Linked DNA regions of Mus musculus: all the other regions are linked to region 2. A link is a contact called in public HiChIP or PLAC-seq and promoter capture Hi-C data. All regions are on one chromosome and are shown on one strand. The core of a region is the stretch at or near the end of the contact, and the rest is flanking DNA. Distances in the headings are between cores, read along the strand shown.

Region 1 (3,787 bases), core at 208-2,707, 74 kb after region 2:
CTTAATTACTTAATTACCCAAGTTCCTCATCTTCAAAATGGGGAAACGAGAAATGAGTCAGGCCACAAGCAGGGCTTGAAATGATGTGGCTATGGTGACCAATTTTGGCTGTCAACTTGACAGGCTTGGGATACCGTCTTAGTTAGGATTTGTATTGCTGTGAAGAGACACTGTGACAACCCTTCTAAAGGAAAGCATTTAATTGGGGCTGGATTACAATTTCAGAGTCCATTGTCATTGTGGCAGGAAGCATTGTGGGACACAGGCAGACATGTGGCTGGAGACCCCATGGGTAGCTGAGAGTTCTACATCTTAATCTGCTGACAGCAGGAAGAGACAACCACTAGGCCTTGCTTGAGCTTCTGAAACCTCAATCCCATGGGGCCCGGTGACGTACTTCCTCCAACAAGACCACACCTACCCCAAGAAGACTGAAACTCTGTAGTGAGAATTTTGGTTTCCTTAAAAACCTATTTATGGTTGGGCGTGATGGTGCACACCTTTAATCCCAGCACTTGGGAGGCAGAGGCAGGCAGATTTCTGAGTTAGAGACCAGCCTGGTCTACAAAGTGAGTTCCAGGACAGCCAGGGCTATACAGAGAAACCTTGTCTAGAAAAACCAAAAAAAAAAAAAAAAAAAAAACAAACAAACAAACAAAAAAACCTCAAAAACAAAAAAACTATTTATGCTATGTTAATATGTTTTTGTTTTGATCCCAGGTGTGGGATATGGAGCTGCTTCAGTTTGTCCATAGTGGTTAATTATGATTGCCTCATGTACTAGCAGGGGAATGATCCTTGCCAACACAGAGTTTAAGTCTGGAGACTCTGGAAAGGGAATAAATGGGAGAGCCACCAGAAGACCCATGGCAGCTGCTGCCCCGACTTGCTGCTGCTTTTGTTATTGCTGGATCTCTTTGGATTTCTGGATTTCTGGATTGCTGGATTGCTGGATTGCTGGATTGCTGGATTGATGGATTGATGGATTGATGGATTACTAGTTGGATTTACCCCCAAGGACTCTGACACCTCTAATCAGCAGGAAGTAAAGAAGTCTAAGCCTCTTTTCCCTTTTAACCTTTCTCTCCTACCTAGTGTTGGGGGTTGGAAGAGATTGGGGTGGAGTAAGGGTCAGAAGGGTGGTAGATAATAGAACCCAAAAGAGTAGCCCCTCCCCCCCCCAATACAACAATGCATTTCCTAATAGTGCCACTTCCTATGGGCCTATGGGGGCCATTTTCATTCAAATCACCACAGACAGGAAACCTCAGGTTGGCCTGTGAGCATATCTGTGGGACAGCTTATTGATTGCCAATCGGTATAAAAAGGCCTAGCCCACTGTGTGGTGTTGCTGATTGCAGGGTCTGGATATGCAAAGAGGTGAGAGTGACAGGCCAGGCAACGGCAGCTTTGGGACACTACCAAAGGAGGAAATGAAATAGGGGAAGCAAATGTCCTGGAGGAACGCTGGATCTGGTGTCACTTTAAGGCCCACATGTTAAAGGTCCAGCCTCTAGCTAAGTGCTATTGACAGGGGGCAGAACCTTTAAGAGGCAGAGCTAATGGGATGTCATGGCGGGGTATGGTCTCAGAGAAGATGCTGAGAACCTTGTCTCTCCTTTCTTGCACTTCTTAGTCATGAGGAACAGGTTTGCTCCACCACATACTTTAGCCAGATGTGCTGCTCAGCGCAGGCCCAAAGCAATGAGGCCAATTAATTAATGGCTGGGATCTCCAAAGCTAGGACACACACACACACACACACACACACACACACACACACACACACAAACCTTTCCCTTTTATAAGACAACTGGTCTCAGACATTTGTTCTAGTAACAGAAGATGACTAGCCTAAGGTTGGACATGTAAAACGACACTAAGGAAAAAAGAAATAGAGAAGAAAGGCAGAAAAGACTCCTGGGTTCTGCCACAGAGCACCAGATGCTACCCTGACTTCACTGAGAGTAAGAGCAAGCCCAAGAGAAGGTAGCCAATTCAAGACGTTCAAGACACAAAGATGCAACCCTCTTCCAGTTGTTACCTGGGAAACAGAGGTGCACAACATCTAGTCACACCATTCGAGATCACTGAGACTGGTTTCCTGACATTATTTTCTCTGAGAAGTCAACTATTATTTTGTACTCTCTAAGAAGGAACCAAACTGAAGCCATTTTTTTTAAAATAAAACCTCCATTTTGAATAGGGACCAAATAAAAGTTGAAGTTCCCAAGACCTCTCTGAGTAACTGACATCCTGGTTGGCAGAGAGAGACATGTACATAGGTAACTGGCATCCTGGTTGCCAAGTTGAGACATAAATGCTAGGCAAGTTGCCCTGCCACAGTTGAACAACCCAACCAATGGGAACAGGATAAGTGTACCACAAAGACACATTCCTCAGGAAATCCCCTATCCCTAAGCACTGATTGGTGGGAAAATGTAACCATAACTTGGCACAGGTGTCTGTGGTTTTGAAACTTAAAAGGTCTGCGAACCTGTGGCTCTGGGTCACACAGTTCCGCTCCCAAGTCTGTTCTGCAGCTGTGACCGATCAGTGGCAGCTTGATTACAATAAAGTTTTGTCATCTGTGTTGACCTGGCATTTGAGCTGTGCTGGGTCTAAATGGATCTCATAAAAACTCAGTTCACCTCATATAATTCAGTCTCCTCCCATCTGTGCAGCTGAAAAGAAGAAGAAGAAGAAGAAGAAGAAGAAGAAGAAGAAGAAGAAGAAGAAGAAGAAGAAGAAGAAGAAGAAGAAGAAGAAGAAGAAGAAGAAGAAGAAGAAGAAGAAGAAGAAGAAGAAGAAGAAGAAGAAAGACAAGTGGAACCAATGCACAACACATCGGTTACTGAGAGCTGCACCTTCATTTCTGAGAAATGAAAACTGCTGACTGCTCAGATAGCCGCGAGGCCCCTCCCCTCTCTCCCGGTTCACTCCGGGAGCAGTTTTAACTTTCTGTTATTCAGAATTACTTTTGTAATTGGTGGGGGAAATAAGGAGCTTATTGGAGTTACTTACAGGAGCTTGAGTGAAGGGTTTCTCACTCAAAACCAAATGCATCACAAAGAAGTGCCACCTCTCCATGTGAAGATTTCCCCCCAAAGCTGTGTGACCCATCCCCATCCAGATTCTTTAACTCAATAACTATATTACTGAGGCTGGGTGTTGGTGTGTGCCTTTTGTCCCAGCACTTAGGAAGTGGAGACAGGCATATCTTTGTGAGTCCCAGGCCAGCATTGTCTACAGACTGAGTTCAGGATAGCCAGGGCTTCATAGAGAAACTCTGTCTCACAAAACAAAACAAAACAAAACACTCACCAAAAATATCGTTTATATTGTTGAATATTTGGGGTGCTGTTTAAAGGTATTATCTGGGGCCTAATAAGATGACTCATCAGGTAAGAGCACGGACTGCTCTTCCAAAGGTCCTGAGTTCCAATCCCAACAACCACATGGTCACATGGTGGCTCACAACCACCCATAATTAGATCTGACGCCCTCTTCTGGTGTGTCTGAAGTCAGTATATATATATATATATATATATATATACAGTGTGTATATGTATAATAATAAATAGATCTTTGGGCTGGAGCAAGCAGGGACTGGGCGAATGGAGTTGACCAGAGCAAGCAGAGATCCTAAAAAAAAAAAAAAAATTCAATTTCCAACAACTACATGAAGGCTCACAACCATCTGTACAGCTACAGTGTACTCACATACATAAAATAAATCTAAATAAATAAATAAATGTATTATCTGTCTTAATCCATTCAGTCCTTA
Region 2 (3,829 bases), core at 74-2,573:
AAAAACACCAGGTAGTAGCTCTACCTGGTGAGGATGCCTTTCAGTTTCTTCCTGTTAGTTTTAATGATGTTGCCTTTAAGTAGATTTAGCTGACTTCTAAAAAGAAATATTAGTTGTCAAGTATTTTAGAATCTTAAAGCATTGCATACATGTAATTCAGTCTTAAAAACAGAAGTGTATGTCTCTATATAGTTTACCTCCACTGAAGTCAGTTTTCTGGATAGATATGAAAAATAGGAATAAGTGACTAGTGCTGGCTTTCTTTCTCTCTAAGCAATAACGTGGATCTTGTTTTAGTCAAACTGACTGCAGTCCTTTCTTAATAACCACAAAAAGGCAATAAGCAGCAGCATCACTGGGATGGGTATGTGCCAGGCAGTTGACGTCTGACATCAGACCGACCAAGGTGGCACTGCGGCATTTTAGACATCCAATTTCCTTTTCTTTTTCAAGTTTGTCAGTTGTTTAAACTATTACTTTTCTCTATCAGGATATAGTGTCACCAGAGTCAGGTCAAGAGACCATCTGCTGCTCAAAACATCACAGTGGACTTAGTTATTTAAAGCCACTATAACCTAAGTAAGTAGGAATCAACAGAGCCATGCGTGGCCACATTCAAAATCTCCCAAAAGCACTTTATAGCTGCTAACGTCCCTGGTCCCTGTGTTTTAACTGGCCTACGGTAATCTTATTAAAATTACAGCGTTAAGACTGTACTTTTTTTTTTTTTTTCTTTTTTCCCAGAAACAATGGTAACTCAATCTCTGGGCCCAACAAGTAGAATCCTAATCTTGTAAGCCATATTAAATCTAATGTCTCCAGTGGTGAATCCTAGTGGATTAGCCATAAACCGCTACATCTTGTCCTTATGCTATCCCTGTCCAAAAAGAGCCAGAGTCCCTCTACTCCTTCCCCTATCCAACCCGGAAGTCCCGCCTACTCGCCCAGTGATTGACTCCTTCATTCATTAGGCGATTGGTTCACAAGACGTCACCTGACTCGCTCCTTGTCCAAAGCCCTTCCCAGGAGAGCAGAATTAGCATCAAAATACAAACAGCACCTGGCCCATCCACAACACTTACCCCTTTCTATTCTAGTAAAAAACAAAACCTTTCTCTCAAATACAAATTGAGCACAACTATTACCATTTTGCAATTTATAAAGTACAAGGTAGACCTAACATCCAGTCCATCATTTTTGTCAATAAAATAGAGCACTGTCATCTACTAACTTTAAAAAGCCTTATAATTCTACACCTGACTTAGACCTGGCTTTAGATTGTATGCCATCTGAAAACCATCCTCCCAAGCCTGTTCTCTCAAGGTAAATAGCCTGGGTTGGCTAGGAGACTTTAAGTAGTCTTTCACCCCGTCAGGAATCCGAGAGTGACCAACATTACCTGAAAATATATAGGAAGCCTAACACAGCTTCCAGAACTGAGACAATTGTAGAGCCAGCTGCCTACCTATACCTTCCCAGTAAGTCAGGAAGCTGGAGCATCCATCTATCTGTCTTCAGCCTTCTGGCCCAGGATCATCTGACAGACCTTAAAGAAACAGGAATATTAAGGACGAGCCTGTTCTGTCTCTGCAGAACTAAGCTGTGCTAACCTGTAACTTGTGTCCTTTCGAGAACAGTACAGGTCTGCAGGAGAGATAGGATGTTTCTGCTCCGTGGCTACCTAGCCACAGTGTTCAACCTCACCTGGAGGTAAGATGCTCAGCTGCTTCTCTGAGTCCACGAATGGGAAGCTGTTAGGAGCAGATATATCTCAACAAGTGAATAAATAACATTAAATATCATATCTGTGGAATTCTGACATTTTTGAAAACCAATCTATCTATGTAAGGTAATCTGGACTGTTCTCTGTTAACTATTCTCAGCCATTTCTAATTAAATATCTGAAAATCCCCTAACAATAAACTCAGAGCCATGAATTTTCTATTTTGCCTTTAACTCACAGGCTTAAACATCTTGGATCTATTTACAGTAACAGTTATAAAAGGACTGGGTCTAAGCCCTGCACTTTTAATTTTTTTTTATCAATAGAAGAAACTTATGCCAATGAAAACCTTGATTTTTGCATCAAAATAAATTCTGTTCCAAAATAAGAAATTATGACTTCAACTTAGTAACAATTAAAAAGATTTCTACCTGGGCTGGAGAGATGGCTCAGTGGGTAAGAGCACTGACTGCTCTTCTGAAGGTCCTGAGTTCAAATCCCAGCAACCACATGGTGGCTCACAACCATCCATAACGAGATCTGACACCCTCTTCTGGAGTGTCTGAGGAAAGCTACAGTGCACTTACATATAATAAATAAATAAATATTAAAAAAACATTTCTACCAGCTGGGCGTGGTGGCGCACACCTTTAATCCCAGCACTTGGGAGGCAGAGGCAGGCAGGTTTCTGAGTTCGAGGCCAGCCTGGTCTACAGAGTGAGTTCCAGGACAGCCAAGACTACACAGAGAAACCCTGTCTTGAAAAACCAAAAAAAAAAAAAAAAAGATTTCTATCAAATGAGATTATGGCTATGCAATCAATTCTAGCTATTCCTCCTTGTTCCAATTATGACCATTTCTACATTCCCTAGAAAGACAACCTATAATAACCCCCACCAACCCCAAAGCCCAGGGAACTGGGGTGACAACTCTTCATAACTTTTTTTTTTTAGTTTTATTAGGAAGGGTTCCACTGTAGTGTAGGAGTTAGACCAGTCAGTCTATATACCTGTGAAGTACAGTTATGGATCGGGACCCTCTGGAGAGGTGCAAAGCCACTTAAGAAGAGCTCTGCAAAACTACTGTTCTGACACGTTTGTCTGCAGTTCCCAGAAAAAAGCTGAGCTTTCCTTCTATGTGAAATCATTTCATTAAAACCATCACCATCAGCCATGCTGGAGGACTGAAGAGTGTCGCAGATTTCTGAGGCCAGAAGTTTTGTTTCTCCTGCTGCTAAATTCCGTAGCGGGTTAGCTATCGGCAAAGCATCAGGCTCTTCATTTATAGTAGAAGAGGATGAATTCATCTTCTATGACTTGCACATGAATAAAAGCTTCTTATATTCCTCCAGAGCTCCAGGCATCCGGAGCCTGCTGCAGCATCAGAGCCTCACCCACCAACCACCGTGGACGAGTGGCAGGTGGCAGAGACCCCAAGCCACTGCCTGATTCAAAGAACCACGGGGCTGAGTGGCTGGGGGCAAAACCTGAGTTTAGGTTTTAATGCTATTTATGCACTAAGGGGCTCCAAAGGCAAAAGGTACCTGAGCCCCAAAGTCCTGGTATGGCTGCCCTGGGTGTCAGGGCTGTTGGCATCTTTGAGGTGCTTGCTGAAAACAGACTCTAGATGGCACAGAGTGTCCCTCAGGTGACCAAGGAACATAGGACTGTGTGGCTTACAGTGAGCTCTCAAGACCTGTCACTGGCTCCAGGCTCGCTGCTCACTGGAGAGACTTTCTAAACCTTACCTGCATTGTACCCTTCCAGTAATTTCCAACTGAATGTTAGCACCTTAAGGGCCCCTTGGTGCTGTCCTATTTGGTTGTGACTTTCTATCAGCAGTGGCCACTGTTTGTCATCATTGAGCTGCTCCTATGTTTGCCCTTCAGCAGAAAAAAAAAAAATTCCACCAAGAGACATTTATTATGTAATTATGTAACTTTACTAGGAAGTGAAGACAATGACATATTTACTTTGAATGAAAGTGTCTGTAACATTGGTTGGCTAGTCATTCTTCAATGTAACATCCCAGTGTTATTCAGCCTTGCCCTGAGTTAACCAAATCACTGGAGAACAGAAGCAAATGGAAACAAGCCTCTCCCTTTCA
Region 3 (4,361 bases), core at 389-2,888, 120 kb after region 2:
GGGGAGTTGTGAACTAGCAGGAGGAAGGCTATCAGGGAGGCTTGAGTGACTTGGTCAGAGAGACAGACAGGAAATGATCAGCCTGGCTGGACACACTGAAGTTTAAAGTTATTATTATCTTTTTAAAGATTTACTTATTTATGTATATGAATACACTGTAGCTGTCTTCAAACATACCCGAAGAGGGCATGAGATCCCATTACAGATGGTTGGGAGCCACCATGTGGTTACTGGGAATTGAACTCAGGACCTCTAGAAGGGCAGTCAGTGCTCTTAGCCCCTGAGCCATCTCTCCAGTCCCCACAATCAAATTATAATTAACTGTCAGGGAGAGTAGCGCTTACAGCCTATGAGATATCAGAGCGAAGGCTGAGGAGACTCCATGAAGTGAACGATCTGAGGAGTCGTTAGTGTGGCATTTAACATTTAAGCAGAAATGTTATTTTTTAAAAAGATTTATTTATGGGCTGGTGAGATGGCTCAGCGGGTAAGAATACCCGACTGCTCTTCTGAAGGTCCCGAGTTCAAATCCCAGCAACCACATGGTGGCTCACAACCATCTGTAAGGAGATCTGACTCCCTCTTCTGGAGTGTCTGACGACAACTACAGTGTACTTACATATAATAATAAATAAATAAATCTTAAAAAAATAAAAAAGACTATTAATAATAATATATTATTATATTAAGATTTATTTATTATTATATGTAAGTACACTGTAGCTGACTTCAGACGCACCAGAAGAGGGAGTCAGATCTCCTTACAGATGGTTGTGAGCCACCATGTGGTTGCTGGGATTTGAACTCGGGACCTTCAGAAGAGCAGTCGGGTGCTCTTACCCACTGAGCCATCTCGCCAGCACCAAGCAGAAACATTATTAAATAGCATCCTTTTACCAGATTTTTTATCATCTTCATTTATTGTTAGCAGCATCAGGAACCTTACATCTTCTGAAGGGTGCCAGTGCCCCCCAATGGCAAATTCAGATTGCTTTTTCAGGGCAAAACCATTAATGTCCATGATAAAAGGAGTACTTTGGCAAATGCCTAGAGCCCAACACCCCAGAGGCAGAGGCAGAGGCAGAAGACTTGATCTAAATTTGAGGCCAGCCTGATCTACAAGCTGCAAGCCAGCCAAGATGACACAGTGATACCCTGTCACAAAACAAAGTCCACAGAAGTACCTAAGTTTCCTTTGATGGATGATAAGAATTTTGGTACTTGTTTTGTTAGGGTTTTTATTGCTATGAAGAGACACCATGACCAAGACAACTCTTATAAAGGCAAACACTTAATTGGGGCTGGCTTTCAGTTTCAGAGGTTCAGTCTGTCCATTATCATGATGACAGGAAGCATGACAGCATGCAGGCAGACATGAGACTGAAAGAGCCTAAAGTTCTACATCTTTATCCAAGCCAAGAGAAGACTGTCTTCCAGGCAGCTAAGAGGAGGCTCTCAAAGCTCAGCCCCACAGTGACACCCTTCCCTCAACCAGGCCACAGCTCCTAACAGGCCACTCCCTATGGGACAAGCATATTCAAACCGCCAGAGTACTGAAGCTCTAAGGGCGCAGCTCACTTTAGCACTGATCTCAGAGTTCAGAGACAAAGTAGTAAGAAATGCAGTTGATGTCTATGTGTACGCTGTTTCTGTAGATCTGTGGTTCTCAGCCTTCCTAAAGCTGTGGCCCTTTAACACAGTTCCTCATCTTAAGGTGACCCCTGACTGTAAAATTACTTTTGTTGCTACTTCATAACTGTAATTTACTGTTACTGTTATACTGTTATGAATCACAATGTAAATATCTGCCTGAGGCGACCGCTGTGAAAGGGTCATTTGACACCTCCAAAGGGGTCATGACCTACAGGTTGAGAACGGCTGCTGAAGATGAACTGGTTAAGTGGCTGCCTATAGAATAGTTGGGTAAGTGTGTTTGGTGACCCATACAGAAAGAAAGCTCTGTTTCACTAAAGTCCTTTTGGCCTTGTTTATACTTTCTTTAACCTTGGACATGAGAACATAAAGACAGGAGATGTCTTCTGTTCCTAAAGTTCCTAAGACACTTTTTCTTTGTTACCAAGCAGCCTACACAGAAACAACAAGAAGTGACAGAGATAAGGCAGAGAATAAAATCCGTATGGATGTGTCTTGAAAATAACCATGGGACACAGGGCAGTTGTGGCACACGCCTTTAATCCCACTTGGGAGGCAGAGGCAGGCGGATTTCTGAGTTCGAAGCCAGCCTGGTCTACAAAGTGAGTTCCAGGACAGCCAGGGCTATACAGAGAAACCCTGTCTGGAAATACCAAAAAAAAAAAAAGAACCCTGGGCTTACTGGCCTAGGGATTTGGCTCAGGGGTAGAATGTTTCCTTAGCATGTGCATGGTCCTGAGTTCAGTCCTTAGCACTGGGGAAACAACATAATAGCTGGATGAGTAGACTGTGTATGCTGGTAATTTTAGCTCTGAAGAGATGAGTATAGCTCAAGGTTATTCTGGAGCCATTGTGTCCCAGTTTTTGTTTTGTTTTGTTTAAAAAAAAAAAAAAAGAAGGCACACATTCAGGTAAAAAGATAGAAGGGCTAGAGGATACGGTTCAATGGGTAGAGTATTTCTTGCTTAACAGCATGAAGCCTTGGGTTTAGTCCCTAGAGCCCATAAATCTGTAATCCTAACACACGGCAGGTAGAAACAAGAGGATCAGAAATTTAAGTTCCTCTTCAGCTATCTGGGACATCTGAGGTCATCCAGGCTACAGGAGACACCATCGCAAAACCACAACAAACAAGTTATGACGGTGCCTGCCTTTCAGTCCAGCGCTGAGGAGATGGAAACAGATGGATCTCTGTGGACTTGAGGTCTGCCTGGTCTCTATAGTGAGTAACAGGCCAGCCATGGTTACATGGTGAGATATTGCACCCCCCCCCCCAAAAAAAAAAAAAAAAACAAAGGAAAGAACCAACCAACCAAAGAGGCTAGGGAGAAGGCTCAGCTGTTAAGGGTGTGACTGTTCTATTGGAGGACCTGAGTTCTGTCTCCACCCAGTAAATCGGGCAGCTCCCAACTCTTTGAGTCCAGCTTCAGAGACTGACGCCCTCTCTGGGATTTTGCAGGCACTACACTCATGTATACAAACCCACACAGAGATATACACATCTATTGAAAATAAAATCTTTTTTTTTTAATTTAATTTTAGTAGTTTATGGGTATGAGTGTCTTGTCTGCATGTGTGTTGGCCACCAAATGCATGCCTGGTGACTGCAGAGCTGAGAAGAGGGCTTCAGATCCTCTGGAAGTAGAGTTATAAGCTTTTATGTGCTAGCTGGGAGGTGAACCCTGGTCCCCCGCAAGAACAACAATTGCTCTTAACCACTGAGCCAACTCTCCAGCCTGAAAATAGAGTCTTTCAAACAAAAGGAGTTAGACGGAATGACCAGAATCTTGAAATATATTAAGTATAATTCAACAAAAGGTAAGAGTAATGATAATATTTTTTATATATGTACATCATTTCAAAATAGGGTGAACAACCTCATAGCAATGAAATGTATATGTCTCTATTACAAAACCAATTTTTGGATCTGGAATTTTCAAAAAGTATTTTTCTAAACTTTTATGGATGTACAAATTAGTTATTTTAGAAGGAGGGATTTAACAATGAATCCTGTGTTTTCTTCCCTTTTCAGACAGATGTAATTGTTAATTCTGGATACATGCAGGATTTTAAATCAGGACGAGTGGCACAGTCGATTCTTAGACAAGCAGGGGTTGAAATGGAAAAGGAACTTGACAAGGTTAACCTGTCCACAGATTATCAAGAGGTGTGGGTCACAAAAGGATTTAAATTGTCCTGTCAGTATGTCTTCCATGTGGCATGGCATTCCCAAATCAACAAATACCAGGTAAGTTAAAAATAACCCTAAATTTGTACCCTTGCACGATCCAAGCATTTTGATAAGTTTCCATTGTTTGATTATGTTTATCAAAAATCGTTAGATGGTGTCTTAGTTAGGGTTTCTATTGCTGTTAAGAGACAACTCTTACAATGGCAACTCTTATAAAGGACAACATTTAGTTGGGGCTGGCTTGAAGGTTCAGAGCTTCAGTCCATTATCATCAAGGCAGGAGCATGGCAGCACCCAGGCAGGCATGAGGCTGGAAGCGCAGAAAGTTCTATATTTTGATCCAAAGGCAGACAGGAGAAGAGTGTCTTGCAAGCAGCTAAGAGGGGGATCTCATTGCCTGTCCCCACAGTGACACACTTCCTGCAACAAGGCCACGCCTACTCCAACAAGGCACACCTCCTAATAGGGTCAGTCCCTATTATCAGGACCAAATATATTCAAACCACCACAGATGTGT

Evidence for each region. Promoter capture Hi-C pulls out the DNA fragments that hold promoters and counts their contacts. HiChIP or PLAC-seq counts read pairs in DNA pulled down with a chosen protein or histone mark.
Region 1: a contact with region 2 is called in an H3K27ac HiChIP or PLAC-seq map of embryonic stem cells, with 5 read pairs. The contact joins two enhancer-like sites. A contact is called at or near these places in 4 of 39 promoter capture datasets (3T3-L1-derived adipocytes, the HPC-7 cell line, embryonic stem cells and 1 more), 2 of 15 datasets of contacts at CTCF or cohesin (the G1E-ER4 cell line and pro-B cells), 9 of 484 Hi-C or Micro-C datasets (the G1E-ER4 cell line, the HL-1 cell line, Sertoli cells and 3 more), 3 of 115 datasets of contacts at active chromatin or transcription factors (astrocytes and embryonic stem cells) and 1 of 9 other capture datasets (embryonic stem cells).
Region 3: a contact with region 2 is called in a promoter capture Hi-C map of embryonic stem cells, with 2.6 times the contacts expected there. The contact joins two enhancer-like sites. A contact is called at or near these places in 5 of 39 promoter capture datasets (3T3-L1-derived adipocytes, embryonic stem cells, hippocampal neurons and 2 more), 1 of 15 datasets of contacts at CTCF or cohesin (the G1E-ER4 cell line), 13 of 484 Hi-C or Micro-C datasets (the G1E-ER4 cell line, the HL-1 cell line, the N1E-115 cell line and 9 more), 3 of 115 datasets of contacts at active chromatin or transcription factors (all in embryonic stem cells) and 3 of 9 other capture datasets (adipose tissue, liver and pancreatic islet).

The regions. Positions count from the first base shown.
Region 1 is chr16:35,903,119-35,906,905 of GRCm38.p6, forward strand. No RefSeq gene overlaps it. Among named protein-coding and RNA genes, the nearest start is that of Parp9, 33 kb to the right of the region's middle. Within about 2 kb of position 1,458, at least 75 of the 459 cell types and tissues checked have an H3K27ac peak or open chromatin away from gene starts, as enhancers often do. A contact at or near this core is called in embryonic stem cells, where this site is marked.
Region 2 is chr16:35,829,233-35,833,061 of GRCm38.p6, forward strand. Parp14 (poly (ADP-ribose) polymerase family, member 14) reads right to left here. Exons shown (of 17, transcript NM_001039530.3): 17 at 3,646-3,829. Among named protein-coding and RNA genes, the nearest start is that of Parp14, 40 kb to the right of the region's middle. Within about 2 kb of position 1,324, at least 17 of the 459 cell types and tissues checked have an H3K27ac peak or open chromatin away from gene starts, as enhancers often do. A contact at or near this core is called in embryonic stem cells, where this site is marked.
Region 3 is chr16:35,949,878-35,954,238 of GRCm38.p6, forward strand. Parp9 (poly (ADP-ribose) polymerase family, member 9) reads left to right here. Exons shown (of 11, transcript NM_030253.3): 5 at 3,686-3,901. Among named protein-coding and RNA genes, the nearest start is that of Dtx3l, 13 kb to the left of the region's middle. Within about 2 kb of position 1,639, at least 12 of the 459 cell types and tissues checked have an H3K27ac peak or open chromatin away from gene starts, as enhancers often do. A contact at or near this core is called in embryonic stem cells, where this site is marked.